Linked DNA regions of Sus scrofa: all the other regions are linked to region 2. The links are chromatin contacts, called in public Hi-C and promoter capture Hi-C maps. All regions are on one chromosome and are shown on one strand. The core of a region is the stretch at or near the end of the contact, and the rest is flanking DNA. Distances in the headings are between cores, read along the strand shown.

Region 1 (4,513 bases), core at 1,365-3,864, 1.3 Mb before region 2:
GATCCCTGGCCTTGCACAGTGGGTTAAGGATCCAGCATTGCTGTGAGCTGTGGTGTAGGCTGCAGACGTGGCTCGGATCCCACACTGCTGTGGCTATAGGCGTAGGCCAGTGGCAATAGCTCTGATTTGACCCCTAGCCAGGGAGCATCCATATGCTTCAAGTGCAGCCCTAAAAACAAAAAACAAAAGTGTGACCCACCGGAGTGTGGGGAGAGGAAAGTTCTTCCTAACATGCCAGCCAGGGGTAATGCCAAGATGGCTCTCAGTCAAAGACCAAGTTTGAATGGGCTGCCTAGAACAATGAGACTGGCCTTCAACTGGGTCAGAAAGTCTGGGTTCTAGGAAACTATGAGTGGGTAACCTTGAGTTGGAAGCAGAGTAGAAGCACTCTGAATGAAAAGGAAGACAGATGTGGAAGAAAGAGAAATGAAGCAAAGTATGGGCATGGTGTTTGGAATTTGTCCAGGGGCACATCCAAAATGACAAGGTTTAAGTTAGAGGTTCTCTTTTCCCATAATATTCTTGAAAGCTCAGCTTAAGTGACATTTCTAATTCTCTTGGATGGAACCACTTCCTCCTTTAACTTTCATAGCACTCTTATTGTATTTATCATATCACATTTTTTTCCCTATTGACTTTGAATAGTCTATTCCTTCTAAATTATTAACTAGATGGCATATACCATTGTGGTATAGTGGAAAGAGCAATGGAATCAGGTTAGATGACTTAGGTTTAAGTCTCATCTTCAGCACTTACCGTAAGTGTTTTAGCCTCAGTGTCCTCATCTATATAATGGAGAGAATATTATTTACCCCAGAGGGTGCTATTAAAAGACCTAAGTGTATAAAGTAGTATGTAGTCAAGTGATACATTTGCCAAGTGGCACATAGTGAGACAAATAAAAGCATCTGCTGAGACTACTATTATAAAGTGGTCTAGGAGCTTGAACACTTGTTTACTTGTTTAGGCCTCACTGAAACCCTATATAGATCTATTACTATGGAATATTTCGCAAATGAGAAATATTTATGACAGGTTAAATGATTTAATAAAAGTCACATTAAGCAACAGAAACAGGGCACAAATTCACATCTGTCTAGCTCCAAAACCAGCAGTGTCCACTGGTCTACCCTGCTTCCCTATGTCTCCCATGGACTTCTAATAGACAGTGGCCTTGAAGTCACTTTTTAGTCTAAATTAATCTGGGCCAATTTGGAGCTGGCGACCTACAAAAGTGTTCCATTATCTGTCTCCAGGGCTATTTACGCTATCTTAATTATAAATAAATTTTCATGTATTTTGTTCAAAAGAACTTCCTAAGCAAAAGAGTGTGTGTGTCTATGTCTGTAATGCATTAGCAGAAGAGTGGTAGTTAATATTAAAAATGTTTCATAGGAACCCTGGTTTAATGAATATCCAAACATACTGGAGAAGAGGCTTCATGTTTTCTTTTTTTTTTTTTTTTAAGGCTCCACCCGGGGCATATGGAGGTTCCCAGGCAAGGGGTCTAATTGGAGCTACAGCTGCTGCCTATGCCACAGCAAGGTGGGATCCAAGCTGCATCTGCAAACTACACCACAGCTCTAAGCAATGTGGGATTCTTAACCCACTGAGCGAAGCCAGGAATCGAACTTGCAACCTCATGGTTCCTAATCGGACTCGTTTCTGCTGCACCATGATGGGGTCTCCTTCACTTTTTTTTTTGTCTTGAAAGAGGTACTTGATTTTCTGAAGCAGCTGTAGAAGCCTTTGAGAAGAAAGCTATGAACTGGTTCCCTAGAAAAAAGCAGATAGATTTAGCAGTTATGATCCCACTGACAGTAAACTGAAGAACGAAACATCTTTGTAGAAGAGATATATCATCTTTCATTTAAAAGTAGTAAAAAAAAAAAAATCGTGAATCATTCAAAGCAGGAAATGGGTGGAAATTTCCACATTTGTCTTCGTGCGGGTATATGATGGTGCTGGTGTTGGGGAAATTGGGGAGATCAGAGTGATAAACGTAGTAGCTGCAAAGTCAGCTCTAGGATCCTACTATTGGACCTTCTGGAAAGGTTCTTACATAACTACCTTACTTCTACAGTAAAAGGCTGTGTATTTCTTGCCCCTTGACTAATTTTACATTTCCACTTTAAATATAGCTGCGGATCAAGGACGAGAAACAACAAAAACCCCCTAAGGGTCCGCAAAATAATTAGGGCCTCCCCGAGGGTAATAAGAGCGAGAGAACGAAGAACCCCCTCTTCTTTCCCAGCCCCCCCTTCCCCCGGGGGATACACACTTAGCCTCCCTCCAGTTCTCCCCACCCCGACCGGCTCACCCCTCCGCCTCCTCTTCCCTTAACACGTGCTCTCCGGAACACTCACTCCGGAGATATCCCACCCCCAGGGGGCTGGGCTCGGGATCAGAACGGACCAATCCGCACGCGCCTTACAGCGTCGTGGCCCGACAACGTTGAGCCGCCCAATCGAAAGGGCCTTACCGCCCGTTTCCCGGAGCCCCGCCCCCTCGCAGCCGTGCCCCCGCCCGCCGGTCTCCTCCCTCCTCCTCCTCCTCCCGTTCGCCCCTCCCCCGCGGCTCGGGAGCGGAGCCTGCGAGACGGAGAAACTGGGGCAGAAGTGAAGATGGCGGCGGCGGTGCTGGCGGCGGCGGCGGCGGCTTCTTGCCAGTGACGCGCGGTGCGGGCTCATCTCCCTCCCCACCTCCTTATTCCGGACCCCGTCCGCCGCCGGGACCACACCAGCCCCGCAGCCCGCAGCCCGCCTCGCTCCTCCCTCCCCAGTCGGCCCTTCTCCCGACGCCCGGCTGCCGCTGGCGGCGGCGCGCCCCGGGTCCCGGCCTCGCACTCTTGCGCGCTGTCGCCGGGGGAGCCGGTGGCGTGTTGATCCGCCCTCCTGCCCGGACCGCCGCGCCGCGGACACACGCTCGGCAGGGAGGCGGCAGCGGCCCCTGCGCATTTGCTTCTCTCCTTTTGGGGACTGGGAGGTGGCGGCGGCGGCGGCTGTGGGTTTTGGGGAGGGGAAGGGATCCGGGGGGTGCATAGCGGGAGGGGGCAGTCCTCCGGAGGAGGACGAGAAGGAAGCACCATGACGTCCATCCATTTCGTGGTTCACCCGCTGCCGGGCACCGAGGACCAGCTCAATGACAGGTAATAGGGCCAGCGGGCGGGCGGGCGGGCGGGGGGAGGGGCGCCTCCCCGCCCTCCCCTCCCCCACGGGGCCGCGCCGGGGCGGGCGCCGGTGTTTACGCGCCGACCGGCCGGCGGGGGAACGGGGGTCCTCACTGCCCCCGGCTAGGCCCCTCCGGGGTAAACTTCTGGTCCTGGGGCCCCGGGGCCGCGGGGGCGGTGGGGAGCGTGGTGTGGACGGGAAAGCGCACTGCACCCTCCTTCCTACACCCCCGCCCCCCCTCCACGGAGGAGCCGCGTTGAACTCGGTGGAGATGGGAGGGGGGGTCCGGCTCCCGGTGTGTGTGTGTGTGGGGGGGGGGGCATGTAATTACCGCCCGGCCCAGGCCCGAGGAATCCATATTAGTCAAAGTTGAATTGAGACAGACAATGCGGATGGGGGATGGTGGAGGTAAAAAGAGAGGGAAGAGGAGAAGCCGGGCGTGGGGCCCCGGGGTAGGCTGGGCTCGCCCGGGCCCCGGGGAGCCGTGTCCGGTGGGGTGTTCTGGACCATCCGGGCCTGGAGATCCCGGGGGAGGGGGGTGGGTGGGGAGAAGCTGATTCCCGGCAGATCGCGGTTGGGGGGAGGGAGGAAGCGCCATGATTATTGTTATTATTATTAAATTTGAGTCCCTGCAGTGAGGTTTGCCTGTCCCGGGAGGGGATAAATTTAGGCGGAGGTGGGGAAGTGGATTGGGTTCCCTTTGCTCTGCTTCTCCCGAAATGATGCTGGCAGCTCCTGCTCCCGGCCCCTATGTTGCGAGCTTTTTTGTTTCCTTTTTTATTCTAATGATAGTGTTTTCCTGAGTTGTAATTTGACAGCTGAAAACCGTGCGTAGAGTCAAAGGAAAACTCTTGCGTTTGCAGTTCGCACTGCTGCTTTTCTTAACATGCTGTAAATTTCTGGGATGGGTTTTGCTCTGGGCGGAGGAGGATTTATGATTTTTTTTTTTTTTTTTTTTTGTCTTTCATAAGAAGGCTGTTTTGGCCCTGGATTCCTCCCCTTCCCTCCTCCACCGTTCAGTGCCAGTTTAGGATATTGAATTGCAGGGCCGCATGCTCTCAGGGAACTGAGATAAAGCAGGAAAAGTTCCTTCACTGTTGCAAAACAGCCTCCGAGGAGGTTGAGGGAAGACTCCATTAAAGCCAGTCTTAGAATCCAGGACTCAGATCTAATGATGGGCTAAGTATTTACAGGGTTAGAGAGTGGGACATTTTAAGCCTCCTTCTCTCCCAACACTTTCGCTGCTCTCTATTCCTTTTGAGTTTAGAAGGCCATCTCGGCTCAAGTTTAGAAGTTAGATATTTTTGTTAAGTGACCGGTGACATAAATTGCATGACGCCCTG
Region 2 (4,749 bases), core at 236-2,735:
GTTAAGGGTTAAATGGGTGCGGCGAGTCATTGGAGCACTGGTTATTCTATGAGAAACCTAATCCACTTCCCCTTGTACCCGAGGGGGTGAGGAGAGAAACCTTTGTACTGGTTTTAGATAGTTTTCATTAGAAGGAGCATTAGCCTGAGAGCATTTTTTAGGTCCTAGGGGACGCATTAGTAATTTCGAGAAGGGAGGGGGTTGGAGGGTTATGCGATCACAATTTTGGTTTTCACACTGAAGCAGTATATACTTCCCATTCAAGCTAGCTAAGTACTTGTTTAAATACGTGGGGACCTGTTCGGATTTGTGGGGTGTTACCCCCCCGCCCCCCAAGTATTGTGGCATTTCCCTGGGAAGGTAAAAGGAGTCAATTCCCGTAGTGAGTGACAGTAGCTCTTCTCTTCCACACTCAGGCTGTACATTTTTCTTTAAAATTGTGTACCCTCTGGGATCACTGTATGGTTTAGTGTCTTTGCTGTTTTACGACTCTTCAAAAGGATATCTTAAGGAAGACTATAACGGGGGTAAATTGAAAAGTCAAGGGAGCTTTAAAATGAGAGAAAGAATTAGGAAGGGAAGCGTGAGTAGTAATGTATTCAATTGAATTTTGACTGCTAGAAACAGTGCAGTAATTCATCATTTAAACTGAACAAGGACATCAGAAACACTGGTCACACTGGAAGCACTTACTATGCATAATTTAGAGCTCACAGATAGAACTGAAGTTCCGGGACTCATGGAGATATATATATATATCCTTTTTTTTTTTAAGACTGTGCATATAAGAAGGTACAGGTAAATGAACCCTTAGGGCCACTTTGGTCTTGATCCTTGGTGGTGGGTTAATATTGAGAATATCTTAAACAAGAAATTTGGTCATTTCTCCTAGAGAATTGGCATGCTGTCATCAGGTGACAAATTTGCAAAGATCAGTGGACTTGTGGTAGGGGTGGTAAATTTAAATGCTCCTGATAAGAGTAACTATTAAACTAAAAGGACATGAATTAAATTAAACTGACATGAATCGTGCACAAGTATGACAGAAAGTAATGTTTTTGTAAGTGGTGTCTTCACTAAAGATAAGCTCCTTGATTTTGGATTACTTAGTGATAATGGAAACTGAGTGGAAATTTTGACCAAGTAAGATAAAGGTTGGTTTTCAAGGCTCTTGGTCAAATGTGCTTTGACCTTATGTGAAATTAGGATCTTCTGAACAAAGATGAGGCAAAGCTGCTTTAGTTTTGCTAAAGCAAAACTGTTGTTAATGGCTATAAATGACCATCTGCATGCTGAGTATATCAATTTTTTTTCTCATTCTGAACATCCTTTTGTGAGGCTGCATTAAATTCCTCATGTGAAGAATCTTCCATAGGTAATTAGGTTTGGGGTGTTAACACAGCTTATTTACAAGAGAATTAAAGTTGAGTCTGATTGTTTTAATGGAAAAAATATCTAAATGCTACTTTTTCTCTCCTGCAGAACATCCAGTCATGGATAAAAATGAGCTGGTGCAGAAGGCCAAACTGGCCGAGCAGGCTGAGCGATATGATGACATGGCAGCCTGTATGAAGTCTGTAACTGAGCAAGGAGCTGAATTATCCAATGAGGAGAGGAATCTTCTCTCAGTTGCTTATAAAAATGTTGTAGGAGCCCGTAGGTCATCTTGGAGGGTCGTCTCAAGTATTGAGCAAAAGACGGAAGGTGCTGAGAAAAAACAGCAGATGGCTCGAGAATACCGAGAGAAAATTGAGACCGAGCTAAGAGATATCTGCAATGATGTACTGGTGAGAATCCAACCATTCAGTCTAGCATCTATAGTGAATATCAGTTATGTTACTGTCAACTTTTTCTTTTTTTGGTTTTTCTTTTCCTTTTAAAAAAGGGGTGTTCTAGATTTCCAAGTCTTCCAGAATATCTTTACTAAAAGATGTTAAAACAGTAGTGGTTAAATTAAGTTGGTATAAAATAAATGCAATGATGATTATCAATCATTTCACATAGACTGCCAGTGTATTTTTTTTCTAATGGAGAAGATAATAGTATTTTTCAGTTGTGGTTAGAGTATTTGTGGTAGTTCTATGGCTGATTTTCTTAAAAGTAAAAAATACACTGCAGGAATTTTATATGTCTTGTTTTATGTAAGATGTAATGGGAGACATTGTAGCCTTCCCTGAGCTAGCCACTATAATGTTAATGTAGTGAGTCAGCCATGGTGAAAACTGGCTTAGCAGTTGCTTTTCTTTCTTCCTGCTTTTAAGTGTTGAAAGTCATCTTTGAACATTGACAACCACAATAAAAGATTATCTCAAGCTTTATTTTCCAGGTTCACTCAAGAAGTATTTTAAGTATTCAGTCCCTACTGTGTTGAATGGCTGCTTTTTTAAATACCTTAGAAAAATTGAACATTACATTTTGGCTGTTTTAACATTTTCTTAAAAATGGTAACTTTCTATTTCAGAAGAGTTTCAATCTGAGGATAAACTGGTAGAAGATCGACCATTTAGCATATAACATCCTATATATGCTAATACTTTCCCTTTTTAATGAACCAGGCATTTTTGCACTTAAAGTGGGTTTTACTAAATGATTACCCTTATATTGTAGGACTTTAGGTTATACATTGGGTCTCATTATGGCAGCGCTCTTGTATACAGTATCCCAATTTCTCTGAAAATCCAGCTGCACTACTTATTATTTGATCGTTGTTCATGGAAGAACTGCTGTAATGAGCAGTACAGAATTATTTCTGCTGTTGTGGGTTTGGGGTTTGGTACAGTTGTAGTGGTATTCTTTTACATTAATGGAATAGCTTCAGTTCCTAAATTGAATATTTTTCTCAAATGTTAATTTTCTTTAGGCTCTCTTTTAAAGGACAGTTATCTTAACATGGCCTCACAGTCTTCATGTGGTATCTTTTGTGTGTAGTTTGGTTTTGATAACTAACTTGAAATCTTTACACTGATAGCTATCATTTATTTCTAACATGAAAAGGGAGTTCCATGCTTTTATTGAGGCTAAATGACAAATGTTGGTCTTATGGTTTGCTTAAGAATGTAATAAGAATGTTTAAAATTTGAGAATACCATGTTTTTCTGTAATTAAAAAAAAAGTGTTGGACTTTCCCCATCTTGCTCTGTTTACTGGTTAATACCTGTGTACATGCTAATCAGTTTTGTTCATGCTACTGTTTTTCCCCCAGTTATTAAAACCTGATAGATTAAATAATTTTTACTTTGATTTCAAAGAGTTTGTTATAATTTCCCTAAGATAAATGTCAGCTTTAAGAATAAAAGAAGGTGTGGTAACAGTTACCCTCTACTAACAAGCTTATTTGTGATTCCAGGTAGGTATTTGCATGTTTTCCACACAAAAAGTATAAAAACTCCCATTGTTTTGAGGATTTTCCTAGGAAAAGACTGTAGCTGTTTTAACTTCCCTTTGGTTTCCTTATCAAGAGGGGAAAAAAAAATACTGCATAGGATCAATGGGTGAAAAGAACTGGGTTAATCTCTAAATAGTTTCTCCCTGTCGATCATGATTATTAAGGTGTTTTAATAGTGGTCCCTGGCATTGTTTTTCAGAATACCACTGGCTTCTCACAAAGTCTACATTAAATTTCCAAGTATAGATAAGTGGAAGTTTAATTCCTTTATGCAGAAGGCTAAGAGAATTCTAAAGAAGCTTTTCCATCCAGCCTTGGTTTTCAAAAGTAAAGCTGTTAGGGATCTTCACGTGGTTCATTATCTCCTAACATATAGTAGATACTCAAGTATTTGTTAAGTAAATGAGGGAAAAGGCTCCTTTTGGAAAAGAAGATAAAAGAAGTAGGTCAGCAGCACTGCTAATTTTCCAAGGCCTTTTCTGTTTCAACTTGGGAAAATTTGATATTTACAGATACTGTGATTCTTTACAAGTAGGCTTCTTTTTCCTGTCTTTTTTCAAACAGGTCATGTAGACTGGAAACATCTTGCTTAAAAATCTCCTTTCCCCTTTTTAGTAAAATGGAAGAAATAAAACATAACAGAAATGATATTTCTCCTAGAGAAAAAATTCTTTGAACTGATTACTTGATAATTAGTGTGCTTAATCATATCTCAATATCTTATTACACGATAAAAATATTTTTTATTACTTTTTTGATTTTGAAGAAAATAAGCAGGTAATCCCCTTTTAGAGTTAATGGTATTGGCTGGTGGCATCAGTGATAAATCTGACTTCATTGTTCTATTGAGTACCTGTATATTATATTGGCTAAAAAAAAATTCTCTGTGTTAATGATGGGAGCTAACCCTCACAGTTCAAAGTTTTTCTGAAGTGCTCTTTAGTCCATTATAGGTTACTGCCATTGTGGTTATGTGCATTTAGCAAGTGTTTAATTTATAACATTTACTAAGCAGAGAAAGAGCAGGGACCATGCTATTTTATAAAGAGTCGTAGAGCATTATTGTGGAGATGGTTACTGATAAATTCTTCACAATATGGACTTGCCTTTATGCAGAATAATTTGCATTTCTTCTTTTCCTTGCCTTGTTAATTTGAGATTGCAGTACATGAACTAATGCAGTCTGCCTTTTCTACTGCTTAGATGAGATTTCTCTTGTTAGTGAGAGAGGGACTCAACACTAGTGGTGCCTAACACCTTCTGCCTAAACCATGATAAGCCAAAAATTGGGTACTTTTGTCTTGAATGTGAAAAAATGGAAAACAAAATGAGGAAATGCATACTAGATTGAACCTAATTTGAAC
Region 3 (4,555 bases), core at 613-3,112, 1.2 Mb before region 2:
TGTGGAACTTGTAGGAACTTTACAAGTAGTAAATCCACACAACAATCCTTCAAGGAAGGAATTTTTCTTATCCTACAGATGAAGAAACTGAGTCTCAAAAAGGCTAAGTAACTTGTCCAAGGTAGCACATGCCCACAATGATATGATTCTAGGATTCATGTTCTTTTTCACTAGGCTCATTCACTTTTGTATCTTTAATTCTGAATATCACACCTTGACAAACAGTAGATATATTATTTGATAACTTTAATTAAATAGTAGAATCCTTGCCCTTTATTTGTCACGTGGCCTGTGATAAATTATCCAACTTCTTTAAGACTCATTTTCCTCACAAAACTTATCTTTTTTTTTTTTTTTTTTTTCCAGCTGCAACCCTCACCCCTCCCCACACATGGGCGTTCCTAGGCCAAAGACTGAATCCCAGCTGCAGGTGTGACCTAGGCCACAGGTGCTCCAATGCCAGATCCTTAACTCACTGTGCCACAGCAGGAACTCCCTTAACAATTATTCAAAATTAACATATGTAAACTTTTTTACTCAGCACTTGGCCCCTAGTAGTTGCCTCTGATGTAGGGCAGGTTTGAGAACGAGCTTTCATCATTTTCGAACCTTAATTTTCTACCCTGTTTTTACCATTCTTCACCCAGCGATCCACAAAGCAGGTGCCTGTTGTTCAAGGCCTGACAAGCTTCCCTCGGTATGTCAGCCTCAAACTACTAAAGCAAATCCTTCTCTCACCTCCTTTCTTGTTTAAGACCCAATTATTTTTTTCTTTCCGTGGCAGTCATCTTGAGACAGTTCCCCCCAGAGAGGGGACGAGCAGCAGCCAGTACGCTCGGCCAGCCCACGGGGGTCTGTCCTCCCTCCACCACTGCCTTTTGGCCTTGAGAAGAGCGTTTCGCAGGGAGCGGGGCAACCTCCTACTTTCTGGCGCTGGAAAACCTCGGTCGTTAATCCCAAGCCCGAGTTTCTGGTCTGTAAACGGAGGGACATCCTGAGCCTCCGCGGCCCGGCTGACAGCGCGGCACAGCGCCTGGCTCTTGCTAAGAGCTCGGCAGGTGTCACCACAAGCTTAGGGTGTGGAAGCCGCCTTCAAACTCTGTCCCTGCCTTCCGTCACTCTCAAGCCCCACCGAGCCGTCCCCACACTTTCCCTCAGCCTCTCCTTTTCGGCTAAGGACAAAGCCCGGCAGCCTTTCCTCCTCACTGAGGGTGTAGCGGGGCGGCTCTGTTTTCACCAAGAGCGTGGCTTCCCGCACCGCCACCACTCCACACGCCCAGAGCGCTCTCTCCTCCGTAGCCCCTTCGGTGTGTGGTCCGACAGGCACCTGGGAGTCTCTCAGGACCGGCCGAGTTAGCGCGACATACCGTGTTCCGGAGGCACGGCGAGAGCTAGCTGGGGAGTCTCGAGCTGGAGAGGTGACCTGGCATGTCCCGGCAACCTCTCGCACTGGGCGCCTAGAGCCGGGCGACGCAGGCTGGGCCGAAAGCCCAAGGCGGAGAGCCCCATGCTGCTAGGCTGGGAGGCGAGGCTGGGCAGCGGGGCAGGGCAGGCTCTGCTGAGGAGGCGGGGCCCGGAGCTGCGGCGAGCTCCTTCGGAGAGCGGGCGGGAGGCGGGGCCAGCGGGGAGGGGTCTGAAGAGGAGGCGGGGCCTGAGGGGCGGGGTCTGAGGAGGAGGAGGGGCCCGGAGGCACGGGAGGCGGGGCTGGCAGGCTCAGAGGGGCTTCTCTGGGCTGGTGGGAGGCGGGGCCGGGGCAGTGGAGCTGTGAGAAGTTGGCGGAAACCTAGAGAGTTACTCCGGCCTTGGCAGGAGGTGGGGCCTGCACAGAGGATTGAGGCGATGCCGGCCGAAGTAGGCGGATCCCTGAGGCAGGGGAGGCGGGGCCAGGTTACAGCTAGGATAGTCACGCAATGGGCCGGCGAGAAAACCGGGTAGCACAGTGGAGCGGGGCGGGCAGACAGAAGTAGGAGGGTCTCTGCGTCTGGGGGCGGGGCCTACCCAGAGGACCCGCTGGCCACTTGGTTCTGTCCTAGTTCGAGGTGGCTTGAGGCTCTGGGTTCCCTCTGCTCCGGTAGCTCTGGCGGAGTCTGCGCGATGGGAGACGCGGAAAGGCCGGAAGCGGCAGGGTCTGAACAGGAGGAGGTAAACCTTGCTGTCGCTTCCTCTCCCGCCCCGCAGTCACGCCTGGCCTCTAGAGTGCGGGTTGCTGCTGGGTCCTGCACCTTGCGCAATTTCACTATGGGAAATTCTACTCACTGTCGTCAGAAACCTGGTGTAGGCCCGGCCTCCAGCCTTCGCCGCAGCCTGGTTTCATCTTTTCTAGCGCTAGGGAGGCCGTCCCCAGGGAGGGGTCAGGAGGTAGCTGGGTTTCTGCTCCACTGATCTGCCCCGAGGCTACCCAAGGGCAACGCTCTGAGACTTCAGACCCGAGCGAGGCTCACCCCTTTTTTCCCTTTCCATCCTTCCCTGTTCTGGAGCCCTGGCTGGGGAAATTGAGGCAAATGCCGAGGACTCATGGCATTTACTGGAGAAATGCATGCCATCTCTGGGCTGGTTAAAAGGACTTGGGCTGAGGCTGTGGAAATTGACACAGGTGGATGGGGTGACGATAATAGGCAGAAAGGCGTCGAGAAATCCTCCTAACAATGGAAATGATCAGTTGGGCGGCCAGTTTTGCGCAGACCTGGCTAAAGTAGCTATGAATCTTTGGGGTATCACTTTTTTTCATGTATTCAATGGAAGTGATGCTTTCCCTCACAGAGGGTTAAGCAAAAAAAAGCTTTATGCAAAGTGCCACGGAAGTTGGGGGTACATAATAAAACCATGAGCCATGTTAATCTGCTCTACTTCTATATTAGTAGAGGTACATAACAGTAAGCTGGGATTCGGTAGACTGTAGGGTTGTAGGGTAGTTCAAATTGTGCTGTAATTTTCATACCGTGATATTTTGTAAATACTTTTAAACCTGTTGCTGTGTGTAGTATCTTTGATTGAACAGAGTTTCAGTTCTCAGTGACTCTTGCTTAGCTCTAAACTTCTTCAGAAAATTGTAGATTCAAGATTTGGGATTTGATTTTGTAGACATTTAGTAACTATATATATTGTAAATATCCCTCAAACTCTTTATTTCCCTTTTGAAATAAATAATTTAGTACCACTCCCCTTAGACTAATGGGGCAACTCAACTATTTTGTTTGTGCTAGTAACACCAAAAGAAGCTAGTCTTAGGTTATTCAGACCTAAGACCTGGAAGTTAAATTTTACTTATTATGTCTGTCTGGATACAGACCCACAAAGACAAAGGCATAACTTTAGATCTAGAATGAATTTGAATGAGCGCCTGTTTTAAACTTGAGATTCAAGGATGCCTTAAGTATTTTTGTTTCTCTAGATATATTGGTGCAGCATGGGCCACCTGCATCAGAATCACCTGGAACTCGTTGTTAAAAAATGTAAATTACTGGGCCTATACCCCAAATTAGTAAATCAAAAATCTCTTGGGGTGGGTCTGGGACTGGAGTTTTAACGAGCACATCAGGTGATCCTGGTACACATTTTAAGAACACTGTCTTAAAGAGTTTATAGATGGGCTTGAAAGGAATTTATAAATCTCCTGAAATTTGTAGACTTTATATGTGTAGATGTGTATCTCCTAAGAAAGGGAGGTGTCCATAGCTTTCATCTGCTTCTCAAAATTAACTCAATCTAATTGATAGTCCCTATTTTTAAGACAGTTTAGGCAAGATTAAGTGATAGGCCCAGAACCACACAACTCAGTAGTAGAGCTGCTGTGTAAATCCAATTTCTCACTCCTGGGCCAATATTCTATCTGTTTTGCCAGATTTGATGGGGATAGGAGAATGAAAATGAAAACACCCACAAATAGTGTATGATTCCGACAAGCATCCAAATAGTCTCCTTTACCCGAGGAGTAGGAGAGAGGTGAAGGCAAGCAAATGAAAGTGGTGAAACTGGAGGTGAACGGAAGGGATGGGTCATGTAGAATGCCAGCCTAGATCAGTGCATGGTGAGTGCTATCTGGGGAATATTGACCTAGATGAGTGCCCCAGCATGTCCGGGCATCTCTCAGGACCAGATGACCAGAACCAGGAAGCACTATTCTGGAAAAGACATGGAATGTTGCCAAGGAAGGCTTATAAGAAATTATTTCATGTTCTCCTCACTGCACATTCACACAGCTACAACAAATAAGTTGTCTTTCTGCCGTCTTCCATGCTCTCCAATCCTGTTTACCACTGCCAAATTAATCCACCATTAACTCGTGCCTCCATGTCACTCACAAATAAATATTCACCATGGTGTCTCAATCCCCACCAACAATCTCCAGCTTCTCAAATCTGGCAAAATCCCATTTAAGTAGCTTTTTCATACTAACTGCCACATCTTAATTCAGGCTGGCATTTCCACCTCTGCAATGGACAGTATAGTTGCTACCAAAATCTAGTTTTTTTTTTTGTTTTTGTCTTTTTAGGGCTGCACCTGCAGCATATGGAAGTTCCCAGGCTAGGGGTCCATTTGGAGCTGCAACTGCTGG
Region 4 (4,338 bases), core at 1,358-3,857, 1.5 Mb before region 2:
GGGTGGAAGATGACCATTGGGAGGGTGGGGAGGGTTGGGGGCAGAATGGAATGGGCTTTTCTTCCCTAGGCAGCAGGAGCAAAGGATAATTTTTAAGTAGGGAGTGTCATGATTGCATCAGGACTTTCAAAAAGCCCACTCTGGTTTTAGTGTAGAGAGTTTGGCACTGGGGGTGCCAGTGGGGCTGGGACTGGGGCTTGGGTGAGGAGAGCACAGATTGTTTAAAGAGTTGATGCCAGACTGGCCTAGAGTGACATTTGAGTGACAAATGGAAAGTAAGGGAAGAGAGGTATTCCTGAGGCAAGACTGCTGGCATCTGGGGACCTACTGGATTCAGGGCTTTGGGGGAGAGGTGAAGGCTGGAGATGAGAGCCGCATATGGGAAGAAGTAAAAACAAGGATTTTAGTTTTGGTTACTTTGAGTCTGAGGTGCGTGAGGAACATCTTTCTCTGAATCTCTAGGAATTGTGCCACCGCCACACTGTTTCTCCTACCCCTTCTTTTCTTTCCTGTTTTGAATCACTCCCACAAGCCATAAATGCTCCCTGCTTCTCAGCACGCTGGGGCACTATGCCAGCAGGCCCCACATTCCTGAGGAAGGGACCAAGTTCAGACCTGGAGGCCTGGCTGTGGCCACCGGAGGGGGGTGGCTCCCTGACAGGAAGGAAGGCTGGGCTGCCGGCTGGGCACAGGCAGGAGCTTCCTCTGCTGCAGCAGGTGCCCAGGGCCAGCTGCTCCAGTACCCTTAGGTTCAGATCAACAGGATGGGACAGCCCAGGCGGAAGGAAGCCAGCAGGGAGGAACACCCCTGCAGACAGAAGCTGGGGCATGGGATAGAGGGGAGACAGGAAGAGCTGCCTGGGCTGCTGAGCTGGCGCTCGTCCAGCAGATTCAGGCGAGGCTGTGACAGGAGGCCATTCAGTCCTCTTCCCCTCTCGCAGTGGGCGGCTCTGGCCTTGGTTGATTGCTACTACTGTTGTTGGCTAGCCTGGGCCTTAGATATACAAGAAGAGATATTCCAGAAGGAACCATTAAAAGATGTTCATAGATGTGGCTGTTTTTAAAATAATTCATTCCCTTTTCTATACTCATTTTGTGATTATTGGGAAAGAGGACACTTAAACTAGCCGTTCAGTTACACACAGAGGCGAGACACCTGGAGGAAGGCGCAGTGATTTGTGACCTGTGTTCAGACCTCGGAAAGAGAAAATCTCCTTTGCTTTAAGCCGAGTTATCATTGCCCTCTCCAACAACAGCTGCCATGAACAGACACCAAAAGGCCAAAAGGGGGCAAATAGCCAAAGCAGAACCGTAGTCTCGCATTCTGGAAACCCCAGACCGCCTCAGATCAGCCAGTGGGTCAGGGCGGGGGGGTTGGGGGGGGTGGGGCCGGTGCTTTCGCCGGCCGGGGACGGGGGTGGGGTTGGGGTGGGGTGGGGGTGGGGATTGTGTCTTTGATTTGATGGGCATTTCCACTGCAACCCACCCGCAGGCGTGCCCTGCCTGGCGCCAGGCGACCCTAGAAGACCCCGCCCCACCGCATCCCCACCCCATCCCCAGCAGCAGTTTCCTGGCAGAGCGTTTCCGGAGGCCTTGGCCTGGGGTGTGTGTGGGGGTAGGGTCTACCTTTGAAACAGCTGGTAGACTGCAATTTAAACTTTAGAGCGAGCTCAAAACTCGATTCTGCAAACGAGCGCCGGCGCCAGAGAAAGATAAGAACTCTAGTCTATGGCTCCCCATCACCCCCTTGGTCTAGTTCTCGGGGCTTCCTGCCGTCCCCACAGCATTCTCTCCACCGCCCAGGAGGAAGGATGGGCGGGGCGGACGGGGGCGGGCAATGCCGCAGGCAGCGCAGATGGAGAGGGCGAGCCCGCGCCGCCGGCCCTGGCGTGGGCGGGGGGCGCAGGAGCAGGTGTCCGCATAGTGACAGGATTCCCTTCCCTCTCCTACCCTCCCTTGGTGCTATCCAGGGCTCTGCGAGTCAGAACCCTGCAAATGCTCCAAAAATGCAGCTCAGTCGGTCACCGGGCTCTGTTTTCTCGCCAGACGCGCAAGGGGACGGCGCTTCCAAATGCAAATCTCTTGGCTCGGGACCCTTGGCTTGCAGCCACTGCCTCCCCCGCCTGGCTACCCGGCGTCCCGCCTACCCCGCGGAGAGCCGAGATGGGGCCTCGTGCGGCGGGGACAGGGCGGAGCGGGCATCCTTCCCCACCTCCCACGTGGGGCCGGCCCTCCGCAGTCCCTGGGCGCGCCGCCGCTGCCGCGCCTCCGGGCTAGGCCCCCGTTCTCAGCGCCGCCCCCCACCCAGGCCAGGGAGGGGGAACTACAGGCGGGGGCGTGGATGAGGGGTGGGGGCGGTGTCACTGAGTCAGGTGGCGGCGGGAGTTCCCTCGGGCTGGGCCGAGGGAACACGCTGCCGGGGATTGTGTACACGCTCCACTGACACAAGCTTCACGCTGCCGGGCAGCCGCTGATCACGCGTGGCTCCGCTAGCCCATTGGCCGGCGCCTCACACACCTTTGTCGCTGATTGGCCGATAGCAGGCTCCGCCCCCACCCCCTCCCGCGGCGCGGGGCAGGCGGAGCAGCTACCTGAATGGGGAGGGGGCAGACGGCGCGGAGCGCGGCGGCGGCGGGAGTGGCGTCGAGTGTCTCTGGGCGCCCGTCTGTGGCCAGGCAGCCAACCAGCCTAGCAGCCAGTCAGCTCGCCGCGGGCGGCCAGGCAGCCAACCATGCTCAACTTCGGCGCTTCTCTCCAGCAAGCTGCGGTAAGTCACCTGGGGATGCCCCTGTCCTTCCTGGCCTATGCTGCGTCTGAGGGGCCCCCGGGGGGCGCGAAGCCTGAGCCCCGTGACATCAGCCACGCCGGAGGACGGGGGCTGCAGTGGAGTCGTAGGAGAGGAAGGGGCTTTCTGTGTGCAGACCGGTCTTTAGTGACGGCGTGCGTAGTGAAGAGGGTCAGGAGAAGCAGGCTGGGGTCTAGAGACGAAGGGAGAGGGGGTTCTTGCTCTAGGTGTAATGAGGGAAAGGGTCAGCTCTGCCGGGAGACCTGAAGCAGGTGAGGGGGAGGATGACTGGAGGGGTGGCAAGAGTGGGGTGGGGGCTGCTACCCTTTCAGCGAGGATAGGAGGTGTGGAAGGAGGAGGGGGGTGAGGGGGCCACCCTGCACCTGGTGCTGTAGAGAGCTGCCTCTGTCTAGATCAGGAATGCAACCCAGGGTGGGAGAGTAGTGCTTGCGAGGATTTGCGGGGCAAGGTGTCCGCAGGAGAGGAAAGGGGGCTCCCCATTTAGGCGGTCTGAACGGAGGCTTGCGGGACGGGGGCTGCTCAGCAGATAGCCGACCACTGGGGGAGGGGCGACTGGCAGGAGCGTGGGGGATGGCACGCGGCCCCGGGACCCCTGAGGGGGGCCGCGGAGTTGCCCCCCCCCCGACGTCTGGAGGGACTTCCCATTCCCGGGGCAGGCAGGTGGCCACACTCTGAGCACCTCTCGGAGGGGGCAGAGAGCCGCCTCGGCGATGTGAGGGTGGGAAGCGGGACCCAGCAGCAGGGCGGAGAAGGTGGGCGGGGGGAGCCGGGCCGCGAGACGCGGGGGCAGCGTGTTAAGGCGGGAGCCGCAGGCCGTGGGGCCGCGCGTCTGGAGCCGGGGCCTGTTGGGGCTGCACGTCTGGGAACTCGTGGAGATGCGCAACGGGCTGGGGCCGGAGCTGCAGGAAACCTCGGGGAGGGGGCGCCGCATCTTCGGGGAGAGTCAGGGTGGTCCGAAATCCCGCGGGCGGCGTGGGCGGGAAGCGCAGAGGGCTCGGCTAGGTCCCCGGGGGCTGCGGCCGGAGGAGGGCGGGGGCCGGGTTTCCGCGGGGACCCGGCTCCTCCCCCGGCAGCTGAGGCGGAGGCTGGGGGTGGGCCGGGAGCGGGTGCGCTCGGGGAGCTTCTCGTCCCCGAGTGACCCAGCTCCGGCCTCCGCCAGGGGCGGGAGCAAAGCCCGGCCCCGCTGTCGGTTCCTAAGGGAACGGCGGCTCGCTGGGAGTTGGAAGGGGCGGGCGCTCCCCGGCCCAGGGCCCCGCCCCTCCCCGCGGGCTGGGGCGCGCACTGCCGGGCGGTTGGCGGCGGCGCCCGCGGCCCCTCCCCCGGCCCGGCGCGAGGGCGGGGGCCCGCGGGCTCAGGAAGTAGGTGAAAGGTGACGGCGCGGCAATTCCCAGTTCACGTTTCCTGCGCCGCCCGGAGCAGCCGCTGATCACGCTTTGTTCACATGCCTCGCCCCCTCCTCCTCCTCCTCCGCGCCCCGCCCTCCGAGGCCCAGCCAATCCCAGCCCGGGCCGCCCGGCCAGCTGGCCAATGGC

The links. Promoter capture Hi-C pulls out the DNA fragments that hold promoters and counts their contacts. Hi-C and Micro-C count contacts between places; a contact is called where the count stands out from the background.
Region 1: a contact with region 2 is called in a promoter capture Hi-C map of liver, with 2.7 times the contacts expected there. The contact joins the promoter of UBR5 here to the promoter of YWHAZ in region 2. A contact is called at or near these places in 1 of 5 promoter capture datasets (liver), 2 of 47 Hi-C or Micro-C datasets (heart right ventricle and liver) and 1 of 2 datasets of contacts at active chromatin or transcription factors (skeletal muscle).
Region 3: a Hi-C map of liver shows a contact between it and region 2, with 2.7 times the contacts expected there. The contact joins the promoter of RRM2B here to the promoter of YWHAZ in region 2. A contact is called at or near these places in 2 of 5 promoter capture datasets (fetal skeletal muscle and liver), 4 of 47 Hi-C or Micro-C datasets (heart right ventricle, liver and skeletal muscle) and 1 of 2 datasets of contacts at active chromatin or transcription factors (alveolar macrophages).
Region 4: a contact with region 2 is called in a Hi-C map of liver, with 4 times the contacts expected there. The contact joins the promoter of KLF10 here to the promoter of YWHAZ in region 2. A contact is called at or near these places in 3 of 47 Hi-C or Micro-C datasets (heart right ventricle, liver and retroperitoneal adipose tissue) and 1 of 2 datasets of contacts at active chromatin or transcription factors (alveolar macrophages).

The regions. Positions count from the first base shown.
Region 1 is chr4:34,643,196-34,647,708 of Sscrofa11.1, forward strand. UBR5 (E3 ubiquitin-protein ligase UBR5) reads left to right here and starts at 2,615. Exons shown (of 59, transcript XM_021089039.1): 1 at 2,615-3,148. The coding sequence starts at 3,087. LOC110260477 (splicing factor, arginine/serine-rich 19-like) reads right to left here and starts at 3,041. Exons shown (of 2, transcript XM_021090802.1): 1 at 2,321-3,041; 2 at 1,619-1,776. The coding sequence starts at 3,041. The coding sequence ends at 2,340.
Region 2 is chr4:35,978,342-35,983,090 of Sscrofa11.1, forward strand. YWHAZ (tyrosine 3-monooxygenase/tryptophan 5-monooxygenase activation protein zeta) reads left to right here and starts at 1,486. Exons shown (of 5, transcript NM_001315726.1): 1 at 1,486-1,787. The coding sequence starts at 1,494.
Region 3 is chr4:34,822,007-34,826,561 of Sscrofa11.1, forward strand. RRM2B (ribonucleoside-diphosphate reductase subunit M2 B) reads left to right here and starts at 1,863. Exons shown (of 10, transcript XM_021089040.1): 1 at 1,863-2,142. The coding sequence starts at 2,095.
Region 4 is chr4:34,427,525-34,431,862 of Sscrofa11.1, forward strand. KLF10 (Kruppel like factor 10) reads left to right here and starts at 2,608. Exons shown (of 4, transcript NM_001134344.2): 1 at 2,608-2,767. The coding sequence starts at 2,732.